2 separate regions of the Zea mays genome follow, and region 1 is linked to region 2. A link is a contact called in public Hi-C data. All regions are on one chromosome and are shown on one strand. Each heading gives the region's core, a stretch centred on a gene start, on an enhancer-like site or on the middle of the called end of the contact. The rest is flanking DNA. Distances are from core to core; before and after follow the strand shown. Region 1 holds the start of LOC100285208 (lipopolysaccharide-modifying protein). Region 2 holds the start of LOC100283787.

Evidence for each region. Hi-C and Micro-C count contacts between places; a contact is called where the count stands out from the background.
Region 1: a contact with region 2 is called in a Hi-C map of leaf, with 2.9 times the contacts expected there. The contact joins the promoter of LOC100285208 here to the promoter of LOC100283787 in region 2. A contact is called at or near these places in 9 of 25 Hi-C or Micro-C datasets (bundle sheath, ear, endosperm and 2 more).

What each region holds. Positions count from the first base shown.
Region 1 is chr10:92,300,094-92,302,793 of Zm-B73-REFERENCE-NAM-5.0, reverse strand. It overlaps LOC100285208 (lipopolysaccharide-modifying protein), which reads right to left and starts at 1,441. Exons shown (of 3, transcript NM_001358231.1): 1 at 1,348-1,441; 2 at 1,037-1,204; 3 at 1-970. The coding sequence starts at 1,359.
Region 2 is chr10:91,827,575-91,830,274 of Zm-B73-REFERENCE-NAM-5.0, reverse strand. It overlaps LOC100283787, which reads left to right and starts at 1,350. Exons shown (of 3, transcript NM_001156686.1): 1 at 1,350-1,798; 2 at 2,519-2,618. The coding sequence starts at 1,491.

The DNA of each region.
Region 1 (2,700 bases), core at 192-2,691, 470 kb before region 2:
CCAGCCCGCGGCTGAAGAAGTCCTGGTAGCGCGGCTCGATGAGCAGCGCCATGGAGCCGCAGGAGAGGATGTACTTGAGGCTGACCGACCACGCGAAGCCCTCGGCGTAGATCTTGTAGCGGTGCGTGCACTGCGCCGAGAGCCTCGAGTGCTGGTAGCCGGACCTGGCCTCGTCGTCCCAGTTCTGGCGCATGATCTCGGCGCGCCACAGGGCCGTGTCGTTGCAGCCCAGCAGCGCCTCCCGCAGCGGCGACGCCACGTCCGGGTTGCCCTTCCAGTACGCCGTCGGCACCCTGTCCGCCCATCTCGTTGCCCTGGCGCCCGCCCTGATGTTCTTGAACTCGTGGTTCCATGGCTCGATGTTCGTCTCCGGCCAGCCCCAGAAGGACCAGTCAGGGAAGGGGATGTCGAAGTGGTCCCTGGTGGTGCAGTAGCGGAAGAGCGGCGGCGGCGGCAGAGCGCCGTCCCCGTGCTCGGTCCGGTTGATGGCGGGGCGGTCCATGCAGTCGAACATGAGGTCCACGTCGGGCACGCGCCCGGGGTACCGCCGCATCAGCTGCAGCAGGCTCCACACCGTGAACAGGGCGCGGCTCTGCACGCAGGCGTAGTAGAGGTCCACGTGCAGCCGCCGCCCGCCGCCCGTGATGGTGACGCGCATGGACGCGCGCCGCCGCGCCTCGTCCAGGAGCGCGCGCGTCACGCCCCGGCCCTGCCCGCGCCACGGAGCCAGGTCCCGGTGGATGGCAGCGAAGTAGGCAGGGCACTGCTTTTGCTTCTTCTTCTTGTTACCTTGCGGCTGCGGCGACGACGACGACGACGATAGCGGCGGCAGGCAGGCGATGGAGGGCGCGCACCGCAGCGCCGCGCGCGCCGGCGGCCGGCCCTTGTCGTGCGGGAACGGGTGCCACGGCGTCGGCTCCAGGTTGTGGCCCAGCAGCGTCCGCGTCCGCGACATGGCGTCGTCGTACGCCTGCGCCGACGAAACAAAATCAAACAAACCGCAACAAGCACGCGGTCAACCGCTTAAATCCTGTACCGAGTGGACGACGGCGAGGACGATCACGGCCGAGAAGGCCGCGATGGCGGAGACCACGAGCGCCGACAGAGGCGGGTACCGCATGGCTCGTCCCCGGCCTCCGGCGCCCTCCGCCGCCATGTATGTGTGTGTAGCCCGCCTGCGGATCGCCGCCCAGAATATGGACCACTGCACAGGGGCCGCACTAAAAGTAAAACACGCGCACGAATGTATCAAACCAACCAAAAGAATAAATCCGTGCACTTTCAAAAGTAGTACGTGTCCTCAATATTCGGATCTGACAACCGGCAACCGTCTGCGTGCATGCTGACCTGCATGGCCATGGCCCATGGACGCCGAGCACTCACCCGGCGGACTAGCGGAGGACGAGGATGAGTTAATTACCGTGCAATCTCACGTACTATTCGTTTGTTCCTGAATATTGGTGTCCGCAGAGCTCTGTCTACTTTTTATTTGTTTACTAGCTAGCTATTCCTATGATCTATCTGATCCGCAGGATTCTACTCCCGTCTGAAAAAAGAAGAAACAATTCTACTTCTGCTCTATTCTTATCTTTTAAAGTTTGATAGAAGGGTGTCAATATTTTCAACACAAGATTTGGTATATATACTTCGAGAAGAATATTATAAACATTACTCCCTCTATCCCAAAATAGAATTCGTCTTAGACTAATAATATATTTATTAAATAATATATGAATGTAGTTTACATGTACGTTTATATTTATTATCATTTAAACGATTGTGAATGGAAAAAATAGGCAAGAAAAAACTATATTTTAGGATAGAGGGAATATTATTTTTTTAAGAACTAGACACAACTATCACCAATTCTATCTTTTTGTGATGAAAAGAAGATGTGATATATTTTTTTATATATAAAGAAATGAGAAGGTATTGATTCTTTTGATTGGATACTAGTCCTTGGGAGGGAAGAATACTTTTTTCCCTCTCTCAAGAGGGGGACAACAGAGATGCTGAAACTACGTGCATTTATTTGTGAGCATTGGTATTTATTCGTCCACCATATTTTCCTCAGCATAAACTTGTCAGCCATTTGCAAAGCAAAGTGCTCATCAGATTAAATGAATAATATGGATAAAACTCTCTTTACTAGCCGCATCCTGTGGACCCAAATGCAGGCCTTTTTTGGCTAGCTCCATGAGAGTGAGATGTGTGGGCATGTGACAGAGTGGCTGCCCAGCGCCACACGGAATGAGCTGGACATGCACAAATGGAATGGTGGTCCATGTAGAGTTGACATGCTGGTCCAGTCATATCATCGCTTAGAAGCTACTCCACTCAAAGGTGTCTTTTTTGGGTACCTTGGACCGTAGTTTAGTTCAGACTTTATATGTCAATTATAAGGATTAATGTGGTGTTTGAGATGACTCTAGGTTCCAACTCTATTGTGGAGCTATAGTTTATAATATCAATTTAAATAGTTCTAAAAATATTTTTTAATATAAATAATAAATAAAATGACTTGTCTTCTAAAGACTTACAGCTCCAACTTTATAATTTTCTAGAGCAACCTAATGATCTAAAGCTATCTCAAACAAGACCTAAATATAAGCTAATTACGAAATTAATTGTATAAGCCCCAACAAATACACGAGACAAATCTACTTAGCATAATTAATCTACAACTAGCACATATTTACT
Region 2 (2,700 bases), core at 101-2,600:
CAATTTGAGGAAGAGATCTTGAGTGAAGTAGACGAAGTAAATCTTGCTCATCAGGAGAGGTAAGATCCTAGGGTCGTCTTAGGGTCAGCAGACCATCCAAGACGGATCTAGATGACGTAGAGTCGAATAGGGGTGGGTGTGGATATGTGGAAAGCTACAACTAAAGCTACATTACATCTACTCCTAGGGCAAGAAAGGTAAATAAAGTAGATTGGTTCGTGTCGGGTACCCAGGAATAGGGTACCCATGGCGAGGCCCATAAACTTCTTTCTAGCCTGTTCACCGAGCACGACAGCGAGGCGGGGCGTACAACCAAATCCTCGATGAGCAAGTCTGCGAGGCAGTCTCCGCCAAGCAAGTCTGTGATGCGGGGTGAACGACCAAGTCTCCGCTGAGCAAGACTGCGAGGCGGGGCGAACGATAAAGTCTCCACCGAGCAAGTCTGTGATGTGGGGTGAACGACCAAGTCTCCGCTGAGCAAGACTGCGAGGCGTGGCATACAACCAAGATCACGCCAAACGAACTCGCAAGGAAGGAACCCAAGCCGACGTTATTGGTCCACGACGGCCGTAGCAGGACACATCATCACCAAACCATGTTTGTGCCACGCGTACAGTACCAAGGGGGCCACGACAACATAGTCTCCACGGTAACGACTCACGTACAATACGGACAGGACAACATGTCTAGTGCATACTCGCGCATGCTGGACAGTGACACAATGGCAATGATGGAAGATAAATCTGTTCTGAACACGAACCTCAACCTTACCAAGAGCACGTTCTGCAGGACCCATCAGGTACGGGCACCGTAGGCGTAGAGTAAGCTATAGAGACTCGCACGTCGGATGGACGAGACAGACATCACATGACCATCAGAAGAAACCATGCCGCACGGAGGCATGCCCTGAGAGGCTGAGAGTGACCCAAGGGGCCCACCACGTACTACATCACAAGACATTAGCTGAAGAACTCTCTCATGTAAAGACTGTCCATTGAACTATAAAAGGGAGTCCCTCTCCCTTTGTACACACAAGCACACGTGTTGTAACACGTCTCAAAGCAATATTTTGATAACACTACACTGGACTAGGGCGAAAGCCTGAACCAGTATAACCTAGTAAGTCCATGCATGAATCCCAACCAAACATAAATCTATTGTCCCTCGATTTATAAAGTCCTCGGCTTGCTTGCAAGTTAGGTTCCGCCGTAAGCAGAGGGAAATGTGCCTGAGCTTGGGCTTGTTCTGGGCCTGTCATCCGCGGCCCAACCAAAAATTAGCAGGCAACGATGGCGCGTTTGTGATTGGCGCCACGCGGCTTATCTTGGAGAATCCTGGCGAGCAATCACAGCCACAGCCCACCACCTTTGCTTGCTCTGCCCCTCCATCATCGCCAGCCTGCCAGTGCCGCCGCTACCGTAGTACCGTACCCTCAGCTAGTCAGCTACCTCCATCCACCAGACCAGACCATACCAGACCAGACCAGACCAATGGCCCTGCGCCTACCAATCTCATCGTCCCACGGGCTGGCCTCCACGCCGGCGCCAATCTCCACGACGACGTGCCGGCCGGCCGTCTTGGCGACGGCCGCGGCCCAGAAGAGGAGCCTGCTGCTGGCGACGGCCTCCGAGACGAGGGGAGTCGCGCCGGTGAGGTCCAGCGGGATCGAGACGAGCACGGTGGGTCTGGGATGTGAGGCCGTCACCGGGCAGGTCACGGAGGTCAACAAGGACACCTTCTGGCCCATCGTCGAGGCCGCCGGCGACAAGGTCGTCGTCCTCGACATGTACACCGAATGGTGCGTACACTACAATATATATATCTTCTTCTTCTTCTTCCATTCGGTCTTTAACGAATTTTAGTTTACTTACTACTAATCAAGACACACAAATAGATATGGTATGACACAAATCTAAAATCCAGGTGTTTTTTACTCTATTATTAGGATAAGGATATGGCTTAATTACTCTATCTTTACCTATGGCGGTGAGACGTTTCGTGGAACAGGACAACACCAAGAAACCAATCTTATTAGACGACCTGACGGAACTCACATCACAAAACTTTGATTTGTTTAGATCAAATGTCGACTCGGTGATCGATAGAGGTGCTTGAAATGGTATGGTTCGATTGAAAAAATAGTCATTTAAATTTATTTTTTATTTTAAAGGACATGTTATTATTGTAGTGCTAAATATGTATAGTAATAAAATACCAGTCAGAAAATAGATGGAGGCGTGAAGGGTTCACTGTTATTAATTAACCTTCACCATGCATTGTCATGACTAATTAAGATTTTCTATGTTGTGTGGTTGATAAAATTTATGTAGATATGAACCATCGGTTTGGTGAACCAAGCACAGACCTATTAGTTGTTTGCTTCTCATGCCTTGATCCAAAAAACAAAAACAGAAATTTATGGTGATGATCTCTAATGACAATAGATCTCACCTCACTAGCTAGATGATTGTGTACGTAGAATCTGAGACAGCAGTGTGTTCATTAACAATATTTGCAGGTGCGGGCCTTGCAAAGTGATGGCTCCGAAATTCCAGGAGATGTCTGAGAAGAACCTGGATGTTGTGTTCCTGAAGCTCGACTGCAACCAGGACAACAAGGTGAGGTAGCTAGCATAGCTAGGATATATAGTTATTACTTTGCATTGGCCGCATGATCTACCTCTTCTCTTCTTTATCTGTT